Regions from separate parts of the Triticum aestivum genome. Here region 1 is linked to region 2. Evidence: chromatin contacts called from public Hi-C data. All regions are on one chromosome and are shown on one strand. Each heading gives the region's core, a stretch centred on a gene start, on an enhancer-like site or on the middle of the called end of the contact. The rest is flanking DNA. Distances are from core to core; before and after follow the strand shown. Region 1 holds the start of LOC123168405 (RNA-binding protein L-like). Region 2 has its middle 16 kb from the start of LOC123166876.

The links. Hi-C and Micro-C count contacts between places; a contact is called where the count stands out from the background.
Region 1: a Hi-C map of leaf shows a contact between it and region 2, with 3 times the contacts expected there. The contact joins the promoter of LOC123168405 here to the enhancer-like site in region 2. A contact is called at or near these places in 2 of 5 Hi-C or Micro-C datasets (both in leaf).

The regions. Positions count from the first base shown.
Region 1 is chr7D:136,447,893-136,453,427 of IWGSC CS RefSeq v2.1, reverse strand. LOC123168405 (RNA-binding protein L-like) reads left to right here and starts at 1,567. Exons shown (of 1, transcript XM_044586279.1): 1 at 1,567-2,215. The coding sequence starts at 1,600. The coding sequence ends at 2,010. It overlaps LOC123171705 (small nucleolar RNA Z279/snoR105/snoR108), which reads right to left and starts at 2,803; the gene lies at 2,700-2,803. It overlaps TRNAA-UGC (transfer RNA alanine (anticodon UGC)), which reads left to right and starts at 3,100; the gene lies at 3,100-3,172. It also overlaps the pseudogene LOC123164181.
Region 2 is chr7D:136,415,413-136,421,781 of IWGSC CS RefSeq v2.1, reverse strand. No RefSeq gene overlaps it. Among protein-coding and RNA genes, the nearest start is that of LOC123166876, 16 kb to the left of the region's middle. Within about 2 kb of position 3,576, at least 3 of the 8 cell types and tissues checked have an H3K27ac peak or open chromatin away from gene starts, as enhancers often do. A contact at or near this core is called in leaf, where this site is marked.

The sequences.
Region 1 (5,535 bases), core at 318-2,817, 34 kb before region 2:
ATCAATATTTCAATAGAAAAATAACGGGGTAAATCTCCAAATAAGAAAGCAAAATAAGAAGAAAGCAGAAATTAATATTACACGCGTGAGGTCTACCATGTGCTGTGCAATCACGCCGACACAATCGAGCCATTGCCTGCACACCAACTCAATGGTAGATGCCTATCCCCTTTTTTGGCTTTTGGATGGGAATACCGTCCTATATTGATTTACTTTTAAGGAAAAGTATCTGGTTTTATTGCATCATAGGACATCACAGAAATCAGGCGCATTAGGTTATTGCAAATTATATTTTGATCTGCCTTGACTTTTGTTGGATTTCCCAGGCATTGAAAGTATGTAACGATTCCAACTCTGGGTGTGATCACCTGTCTGAGGATTGGCTATTTGCACTCGCGGAGCTAAATAGTTCTCATTACATGGCAGTTTGTTTGGAGGCTGACTCAAGATGTCAAGGTTTGTATTGCCAGCCTGGGGACAAAGAGTTTGGTTATCTTCGTTCTTTCAGTCACTCCATTTACTATTGATGTATATATGTTTCAGGTCCTGAAAATAGTCCAGCGCCAGTAGGATTAAAAGTATGGAAGACCATACCATTTGTAGAAGACACACTTGTCTCTGGAACAGAAGCTGTTAAACTTGTTGCTTGACCGTACGATGTCACCAGATCACAGTATGATGCAAGATTTGGTGTTTCACCAAGTAGGAGGCTAAACACTGAGAATTCTTGAGGCGTCAGTTAACTCTCTATGCCCGCAATATTTGGGGTACTCAGGAATTTTGCAGGTTCTGCTTCACTTTTCCCCTCCTGTTGGTTCCCTGCGGCAGTCCTTTTTTTATCGATCTGGTTCGGCTTATGTACTTGCTGCCAGATTGCTCGTTGTTGATTTTTGACAACAATAAAAAATGTCATGTGATTTATTCGTCAATTATCTGGAAATCTCAGGGTGATCACTCGTGATTTTCGGGAGTATTAGAAGAATCAACTTTACAAATAACTGTTCATATGCTCTTGTGTTGAAACTGAAGTACTGAACCGATGATCTTAGGACAGTGTTGGATGTAAGCAGTTATTTGCAAAGCTGCCTTTTGTGTTTAGCACAAAAAACACGAGTTTAGCACATCCAACACAATACGTTTTTTGTGTTGGATATGCTAAATTCGTGTTTCTTGTGGGGAGAATCTCACGTTTTTGTTGGAAAAGTATGGTAGGCACCGAAACTGCGATTGCACTATGACAAGGTGGCTGACGTAGGTGAAGATAGTCATGGTGTAGCCCCAGTATCCACACACGTTGAATCGATATAATAGAACTGGAAACTACTTTTGTTTTTTCCCTTGAATCTTGCTGGAAACTGCTGCTACGTGCGCACTCGTGTATGTCCAGTTATCTCCAAGCTGACCTTTGAGAAGAGACGAGCGGCCATTGTCTCCATATCCATAAGCTAGCGTAGGGCACCTCAGCCTCCAACACATGGCTCCCCATGTGTCACGGTGCATGCAGCCCTACCTCTACACCCAGACCGATTATATTACCCTCCACCGCAACCCACGGACCCCAAAGGATATCCAACAACAACTACGGCAACATCCAACACCATGACGCTTCTCTTGCTGCACGCCTTGCTGCTTGCAAGCGCGGCTGTGGCAGCAGCAGCATCTGAGATCGGCGACACCGCAGGCGGCAACGCCACCACGGCTCAAGGCCTGTGCAACGGCGCCGGATGCCAGCCGCCGCCGCAGCCGCTGCCAATCTACGGCGGCCCTCCGCCGTCGCAGCCGTCGAGGACACCGCCCTCCCCGGGCATGCAGGCGCCGTGCCCGCCGGTGACACCCGTTTGCTGCGGCGGCCAAAACACGCCTCAGCAGCCGTACTACCAAGCGCCTCCGATCGGCTACCTTCCCTACTACAACGAGTCTGCTTCTTCCGTGCTCGTGCCACCGACTCCCGTCGCCGCCGTTGCGTATTACGTGATCGTACCATGTCTCTTGCTTTGGGTTATGGTGTAACGGTGAACACTGAAGCCTCGTCCAAAATCAAAAGAAGATGGGGACTCGCCATAAAGAAAGCTGTACTAGAAGAAAAGTGCGTCTTGCCGCACCGTTGTTCGCTTTGTCGTTGTAAAGCTGGTTCTATAGCGGAAGTACCTTCTCAAGCTCAAATGCTCCTGGCATGAATAGTAAAATTAAAAAAGTAGAAAATAATTTCAAAATATTCTGTTCTTTTGGCAAAGTTTAAGAAATGTTTAGGGTGATTGCAATGTTTTGTTATGACACATCGCATTGGTGGAAGCCATGGTAAAAAGGAAAAAAAATTCAGAGCTCAAAAATGCGTTCTAAAGTACCATCACTAGGTTTTTCTTTTTTTTTGCGCGCGAGTACCGGTTTTTTTGTTGGGATCCTCAAGAACAGTCTTTCGGAACTTGTGGTTGGGTGCTGCTACGAACCCATCTCAGCGATGCAACCAGCGGCCTCATCAGCCGGCACGCGATGCATAGGACAGCCACCACAATGTTTCCGGTCTCAACCAAAAAAGAAAAAGTTCAGCAAACAAGAAAATTCAAATCAAACTTTGGGGACCGAAACAAAAATGCAAACCAAGTCCAACTAAGAAGTAGATAAAAATATAGGCAAAACAAAACCAAGACCCAAAATAACTGATTTTTTTTTAAAGAAGATATAATTTAAATTCTGCATTCAGGATCAGATGGTAAATCACGGGGATGCCCAGTGTCGTAACAGGCTTATTGGGGCGGGCACCGCTCTCGCATAATTAGCGAGCGTGTACCACTCCTCATTTCCCATTGCTGCCTGAAGGATCATGCTTTTACCAGTCGCGCCTCGTCCCTTCTTAAAGACCTCCCCTCAACGCGCTCACTCCCTCCGGCCGAGGTGGGACTAATATGTCTGCAGCCTCGCTGAACCCTCGGTCCCTCGCTGCTGGACAACTTTTGAGGAGGCCAATTCTTAAACCTGCCACGGGCCGTCAGGCGTACACAAGTGGGCCGGTCATTAGGTAAAACATTTAGCCCACGCTTGTTAGCCTTCACGTTGCAGAAATAACAGGGTTTATAGATTAAGATCTAAAAATTCAACAAAGGGGATGTAGCTCAAATGGTAGAGCGCCCGCTTTGCATGCGGGAGGCACGGGGTTCGATCCCCCGCATCTCCATTCTTTTCTTTTGTTTCTTTTGGTTTATCTGGGCCTTAATTAAACAATTCACTTCATTTTTTTAGGGGAACTCTGAAGCTTTTTATTAACCGTCACAATGTTTTCTTTGTTTCTTCTGGTTTATCTAGGCCTTAATTAAACAATTCCTTTCATTTTTTTAGGGAGAAACAATTCACTTCATTTTTTAGGGAAACGTTGAAGCTTTCTCTTAACCGTCACAATGTTTTCTTTGTTTCTTCTGGTTTATCTGGGCCTTAATTAAACAATTCATTTCATTTTTTAGGGAGAAACAATTCACTTCATTTTTTAGGGGAACTCTGAAGCTTTTTATTACCGGTCACAATGTTTTCTTTGTTTCTTCTGGTTTATCTGTGCCTTAATTAAACAATTCCTTTCATTTTTTTAGGGAGAAACAATTCACTTCATTTTTTAGGGAAACGTTGAAGCTTTCTCTTAACCGTCACAATGTTTTCTTTGTTTCTTCTGGTTTATCTGGGCCTTAATTAAACAATTCATTTCATTTTTTAGGGAGAAACAATTCACTTCATTTTTTTAGGGAAACTCTGAAGCTTTTTATTAACCGTCACAATGTTTACATCGACGAACAAAAGATCATTGGACTGACCTAAACAAACATAGTCTCCTGCATCTTCATTTCTTTTTTGTTTCTTCTGGTTTATCTGGGCCTTAATTAAATAGTTTATTTCATTTTTTAAAGGAAAAAATCACTTCATTTTTAGGGGAAACTCTGAAGACTGAACAGGAGACCATTGGACTGGCCTAACCAAACATAGTCTCCCGCGCTCCATACTAATTATTGCGCCATTGTTGAAGCATTTTTCCTTACTTCCTCAAATCATATCTAGCAATATTTGTAGATTGAATCATATCTAGCAAGATTTGTAGATTGCTGACAACACTTGCCGTGGGATTATTTTTCCTTACCTTTTCTGTCATGTCTTTTGAGCAGAAGCTCCTCAATAACATGTGTGGGTCTCGCTTGTCAACACGGCTGCATGTGCGACTCAAATTCCTCTAAGATCATGGTGTTCTTGCTAATATGCCATGGCGAGCCCTCCCAAACATGATCACGACCCGCTTGGTTTTGAACTCTTCAACAAACATGTTTTTTTTCAGCGACCGAGCAATCAAGTCCCTTGGGTTGCCCTAGGCCGGGTGTAAAACGATGGAGATCGTCCGGACATGGAGTAACGTGCGGTGCAGAACTTTAACTGCCAGCAACCGCTTCAAATCACCTTCCTCTTCCAGGTCGTTGATCACCAACGGGTGTAACGCCCACGATGCGGCTATATCTCCCACGTGTCGAGGCACGACTTAGAGGCATAACCGCATTATGGTTTTGTCGCAAGAAGGGTCATCTTCACACAATCCCATGTAATGAACAAGAATGGGATAAAGAGTTGGCTTACAATCGCCACTTCACACAATACATAAATAAATTCATACATCATTCAAGATACACACATAGACCGACTACGGTCAAAGCCAAAAGAAAAGAAGATAACCCAACTGCTAGATCCCTGATCGTCCCAACTGGGCACCACTACTGATCAACATGAAAAGAAACATAGTAACGACCAAGGTCCTCGTCGAACTCCCACTTGAGTTCGGTAGCATCACTTGCACTGGTATCATCGGCACCTGCAACTGTTTGGAAGTATCTGTGAGTCACGAGGACTCAGCAATCTCACACCCGCGAGATCAAGACTATTTAAGCTTATAGGAAAGGATGGGGTAATGAGGTGGAGCTGCAGCAAGCACTAGCATATATGGTGGCTAACATATGCAAATAAGAGCGAGAAGAGGAGCAACGGAACGGTCGTCAACTAGTAATGATCAATAAGTGATCCTAATCTCCTACTTACGTCAAACATAACCCAAAAGCCGTGTTCACTTCCCGGACTCCGCCGAGAAGAGACCATCACGGCTACACACACGGTTGATGCGTTTTAATTAAGTCGAGTGTCAAGTTCTCTACAACCGGATATTAACAAATTCCCATCTGCCACATAACCGCGGGCACGGCCCTCGAAAGTTTATACCCTGCAGGGGTGTCCCAACTTCGCCCATTATAAGCTCTCACGGTCAACGAAGGATATTCCTTCTCCCGGGAAGACCCGATCAGTCTCGGAATCCCGGTTTACAAGACATTTCGACAATGGTAAAACAAGACCAGCAAAGTGTTGGAAATATGCCCTAGAGGCAATAATAAATTGGTTATTATTATATTTCCTAGTTCATGATAATCATTTATTATCCATGCTAGAATTGTATTGATAGGAAACTCAGATACATGTGTGGATACATAGACAACACCATGTCCCTAGTAAGCCTCTAGTTGA
Region 2 (6,369 bases), core at 2,327-4,826:
AGCAACTTTCATGTACAAAGTATTTCCATCCGAGCTACAGATTATTTTATATTAATTTCTAAAGATTTAAATCATTTTTGGAATTATCAGATTTATTTAATTCAAAAATATACCTACTGCAGCAGCATGACGTCAGTATGACGTCAGCGGTCAACATTGACCATTGACTGGGTCAACTGACACGTGGGTCCCGTTCGGCATTGGCTCATAGTAATCAAATAGTGTTAATTAGCTTTAACTAAATGATTAGGTTATCTAATTTCACTTAGCTTAGTTAAACAAAATTAATTAACTAAGCAGATTAATTACGTTAATTAACTAATTAATTAATTAGTATTTATATTTTTATTATATACTTTTATTCTTTCTTTTTTAACATTCTGGGGGCATGGGGCCCCTTTGTCATAGGCCCCTGGGGGCCTAGCGGGCGAAACGGGCAGCGGGCACCTGGGCGTTTGCACCCGAAGGGCAGGCCCGGGGTGCCGGAACTGGCCGCCGGCGTGGCGTGGCCTGCGGGGCCAGAGGCGGAGGCGGGGCACGGGACGACGACGCCAACACCAGGGATGGCGACGAGCGCGACGCGGTAGGGGGAAGGCATCGGTGGGTGGCGAAGTGCGGGTGTGCGTGCGCACGGCGGTTGCGGTGGTGCAGCGACAGCGAGGGCTCGCGCCGGGGCCGGTGGGGAGGCTCAGCGTCCACAGGAGCAGGGGAGGCGGGTCAAGCGGGGCCAAGCGGATGCGGGTTTGGTCGCGGCCGGAGGCGGAGCAGAGCGGGGGAAAACAGGGGCGCGGCCACATGCCGGGCGCAGACGGCGCGGGCGTGCATGTGCGCGGCCGGAGCGCGGGGAAGAGGAGAAGGAGGGGGGCTCACGGGAGGTTGTAGGGCACGGGGCAATGGGGCGCGGGGACGACGGGGTGGCGGTCCGACGAGGTGGCGGCGCGGCGATCTGCGTTGGCGTCCAGGCGTGGCGGCGAGGCGGGAGGGTGACGGTGACGAGGCCCTCAGGCGGCAGCGTGGTGACGGCAGGCGAGGCCGATGGCGTGCGGCGAAGGAGCAGTGGGGCGGGGCAGTCCGGCGATGGCGGGGCGGCGTCGGATTGGGCGCCGACGTCGGGCTTGGGGGCGACGGGATCGGGGCGGCGTGCGTTGGAGCGCCCCCGATCCAGATCGCGCGGGGGGGGGGGGGGGGAGTGGGGGAGTTAGGTTAGGGTTTGTGGGGTGAGGGGTTATACAGGGGCACCGGGTGGGCCGGCCTGACTGGTTTCGGCCAGTTGGGCCAAGGCCCAGTGGGAAAAAAGGGGCTCACTTTTCTTTGTTTTGTTTTTTTATTTAATTTAATTTTCTATTTTATTTTATTTTTGTTTTAGTAAAATACCAAAATGGCACCTAATTTGACGTTACCAAATATGCCATAACCACACTAACTTGCTACCCAAACTAAAATAGCTTCGTAATTATTTAATATTTAAAAGTATTTACATCATGGTTTTCGCTACTATTTTATTCATCTAATAGTATTTAACTATTTTATAAATGTGAGGTTTCTCCACCATAATTACCTATGCATTATTTGGTTCACTCTGAACATTTTAGTTTCAATTCAAAAACTTTTATTGTTTGCTTGATTTTGGATTTAAATTTGAATTTTGGACCGGTTTTGATCTAGCGCGAGATTAGCAATAGTAACCAAGGTGACGTGGCGACATTAACGTGGGATTACTGTAGCCTAATTATCCGGGCGTCACAGAGTCTCTTCCAGCCAACTTTCAATCACACTCAGTGTGCAAGCACGCTTGGCACAAAGATGAGCTGGATAGTTTGCTGACCGGATTACATGAAGAATATCAAAGGAAGAAAAAACAGTAGCTAGCTCTCCTATTTCATAAAACAAAGGTGCCATGACCGAAAAGGAATCGTGGTGATTTTTCCAGAGTTCCAAACCTCCAGGCAATCTGTTTCGATGATCACATCCTGAAAGCCCCTGAGCTTCGCAAAGCGCACGCCTTCTCGAACAGACATGGCTTCAGCTATAAGAGGATCAGTGACGCCCACAAGGGGTTTGCTCCAAGCTCCCAAGAGGCGACCTGCTGAGCGAGCCACCCCTCTCGCTCCACCGTTGCCACCATCAAAATGAATTGCCGCGTCGGTGTTTATTTTGATGATTGTACCATCAGGGGGCCGCCACCCATAACCTGGCAAGATTTTCAGGTCTTGCCGAGGTATATCCAAGATCGCAAGATCTTCTTTGATGCGCCTCACAGAAGTAGACGGGTCAATCTTCTCCTGATCATGAGTGGGACGATTCCGAGAGTGCCAGATCGCCTACATTACTGTGACTGTGATCGCTCGCTCCCTCTCTGAGAACAGTTGGTCACATAAGATATCACGAGACCAAGTATTGGGGTGCAGCTTCGGTAAGGTAAAATCAAAGAGCATTTGAGCTTGTACCCAGAACTGCTTTGCATGCGAACAATGAACAAGGGCATGTGCCAAGTCCTTCACAAGTAATTCATAAGCACTGATCTCATTCTCCTCTAAAAAAACTTGTCTATTATACATGTACACGCTGTATTCAGAGGAGTGGGCAACAATTTAACGCCCCCGGGCAAAAATACACCATCGCAAACAATGGTAACACATCAATGGCATCATTCAGGTTCAGGCACAGCCAGGTCAACAGGGAACGCATGCAAAACTAACCACGTAGTACTAAGCTGTAAGCTGGAGGCGGCTCGCTCCCTGGCTTCTCTGTCGTCGGCCCATGGAAAGGGGCGACGACGAGTCGGCGGAGCCGTTGAGCGCCATGGACGCGACGGCCTTGGCCCACGCCATGAGCTCCCTCTTCATCCGCTCCTCGTCGCCCCAGATCACCGGATCCACGAGCTGATCCTTGCCTGTGGCGATCAGCAACGCCGGCGCCTCCACGACGTCGCCGGCGACCGCGAGTGGCCGGAAGATCTCGGCTCCCGTGGCCATGCCCGCACAGCACTCCGGCGGAGCAGTGCGAGCTGCCTTTCGCGAGCCGTACCGCTTCCGATCGCCGATGGCAAGCGAGCGGTGGCTGCGGATTTGCAGAGAGCTTAAGAGTGTTGTGCGTGGAGGAAGGTGGCAGCAGTAGGCCTATGGCGAGGATGAACAGCGCTGCCCGGTTTTATATGCGCCTCCGGAGGCCGGCCGGCCGGGGTTGTCAGGCGTGTGTGGCGCCCGGAGCACCGCGTGCGCTAGGGTCGGGTTCTGGAGGGGAGTTGGTTATGGCGTCGCCGTCGGGCGGAATGGGACGGACGCGCTGATTGACTTCCAGACACACGCACGACGCTGCCTGCTCTGCTCCGTGTACGAATGGTCCGCGGAGAAGAAGCGGCTCATGAATTTTATAATTTCAGATGTGTCTGCCCTTTGTTTTCACATCTTTGTTTTTTATTGTAGCTTTGTGGACGGACTGATCCGATACTTCTCAAAGTCCAAGATACGTACTCCGGGCCACGGATTTTCGTACGTGCGCTTGACAGTGACGCCTGGATCGTGCCCCGCGCCCATGCAGCATTGGCTGTGGTTATTTCGGCCGGCTCAGGTGAGAAAGGAAACGAAAGTCCGTTCCACCATACCCGCGGGACCCGCCTGCAGTGTGTGGCACACGGGGTGCCTGCCCCCACGCAGCATTTAACACGTGGTGATGGCCAGCCAGCAGCTTTCAGATTACTGTTTTGCTGGAGTTGCTGAGAAACATGAGATGGAGACGAGTTTGGCGGTAGCACGGAGAAGTCAAGAGAATGATCTTGCTAATTGTACGTTACATAAAAATATGCCTTCTTTTTTGGAGAATATGTCGAAGGGTGTTGCTACATAAAAAAACTGAAAAAAAAATTTGTGTATGAATCTTCATGCAAGATCAAAGAAGAGCATCGACTGAGACATAATAAAGTCTTAATCGACTGAGACTTAGCAAAACTATATGTCAAAACACAATACCCTGATGGAATATGAAACACTCAATTTAGTGTCAACGTGCTATTAAGCAGGCTCTCGGTAGTTGTCTAATGTTAAGCTAGGCTTAGTTCGCACCCACTCGTCTTGTGAAATATCTCGGGTTCATCGCACGCAACTATCTTGCTCACGTAAGTGACGATCTCGCTAGGAAGATTAATCTGAGGAGCATATCGATCGACAGCGAGCGCCATTCAATAGGATCGATTGAGTACGAAATCCGTATATTCTTCGCACCTGATTTGACCGACGTTGGCGTGACGCCCTTAAGTACTAAAAACTGTACCATCAGGTCCATCTTCCGTTCATAGTGTAAAAAACACTTATATTATGGAACGGAGGGAGTAAGTACGACACAGACAAATATATTTGTCACATTCGAACAGCTCAAGAGCCTCGTCTCCTAGCGGCCAAACCGGAACACTACGGTGGAGATTCATTACAACGACGCCAATGAACCAAAATCGCGGAGGCTGCTTGCAACTTGTTTCTGCTGATAGTGTTGCGAGATCGCCCTCGAGCGCAAGTAAACACACACACGATGCTACCTGCTCTGTGCACGAATGGTCTGTAGGAAGAAGCGTCTGAAAACGTTTTACTGAATTTTCTAAGTCCACGTCATGTTACATGTGTGCCTGCCCTCAACTTCACAACTTTCTAAGTCCACAGCAGGAGCGCGATGCCTAGAGCCCCCTTTTAAGGATAATGTAGCGAGAGATTAGCCCTTCTGGTAGCTTAGCCTACCTTATTTTCACTTTGCACTCTCATGTAACCATGATCACTTGATCCCCACAGTTTTCCCGCTGCTTTCTCCTAAATCAATGAAGCCGGTTACCCCGGATCTTTCAAAAAAAAAACTTCACAACTTTCTTTTTATTGTGGCGTCGTGAACAGACCGATCCATACCGGTTTTGCTTCTCGAATGGATTTTGACAGCTCCATCTCATTTTTTTCGCGAATACGCAAAGCTTGCGTATCTTTCATTGATAGAAGGAGAAGAATGAGTATAAATGAGGGTGCAACACATGATACGGACGCAGCCACGCAGGTAGACATGAACATGGTGTCCGGAGCAGAGAGAAGGGGATGCTCGGCCCAAACGGAGGATAAACCAAAGCTAGACCTACCAAACCCGAACCGAGCGGCAATGCCGAACCAACACAAGAATACCAACATCGATCGAGGCAGAATCGGGGACACCGCGAGCTCGCAAGATAGCGCCTTCAAGAAGGAAGACGACGCTGGGACGCCATCGCTATCCGGTCCAGGGGAGTCGGACCGGGGGTTTCCCCTGAGCTCGAAGAGGGGCGCAGCTGAAGGCCTTGACAACGCCTCCAAGAAGGAAGCGACACCCACGGGCGCCGCCACTGCCAGCACCGGCAAGCCGACCAGGGATCTCTCCCTGGCTTGAAGCTGAGCAATCCCATAGCCGCCGAGTCTGAAATCGAAGATGAGGAAGCCAAAGTTGGTCGGAACCACCATGTTGGAGGGGGTTGGCGGGGCTGCACTTGCCGTCGGAAGGTGGGACCGGCATCGAACCCATGAGCACTGGATCTAGCAAAAGGTGGAGGCTTTGAGGCGAACAGGGTAGGGCTGGCAACGAAGCAAGACCCCACAGGTGGATCTAGACGGCGGTGTCCAGCAACGCCGGCGAACTAGGACTGGAAAGACGCATATCTGAGCTGCCGTGGCCTTAGCCGTTGTGACGTCGACGAGCCGAGTGAGCTGGAGGGGACGCAACTACACGGTCGCCGAGGCCGGAGCTACCCGGCAGAGGACGCCGGCAGCTGGGGACACCGGAGGGACGCGGGCCCGAGGCCGCCGGGACCGAAACAACACCAGCAGTGATCCGCCGCGAGGAGCCCTGAGTCAGCCACACCACAGAAGCATCCCCGCCTCCGCGCGAGAGCTATCATCGTGGCTCGGGGCGAGGGAGGGCCGCCGCCGGCCGGCAAGTCGGGGCAGCAGCCGGTGGAGGACACCCGAGAGATGCCAGGAGGGATCTCGGGGACGCCTGGGCGCAGGCGGAGAGGTGGAGGCGCGCGAGGGGAGGAGGCGTCCGCGGCGGCCAGGAGCGGGGGAGGGGGCGAGGCTGGCCGGAGCCGCGCGGGGCGGCCGTCGGGGGGCCGGAGCCGGCGTCGCCGGGCCAGCAGGAGATAGCCGCCGGGAGGGGGAGGCGCGGGGTGGTGGGTGGGTGGGCTTGGGGGCATGACGAGCCAGATCCGCCCCACCGACACCTTCCTGGGGTCCGGCGTGGCTTCGCCGGCCGGCCCTCCGGCGGCGGCGACGCGGGGGTGGGGGCAGGGAAGGGACCTCGCTGACGGCGGCTAGGGTTCCCCCAGTGTCGCCAGAGCTGGATGACGCGGGGGTCGGGAACTCTCAGATC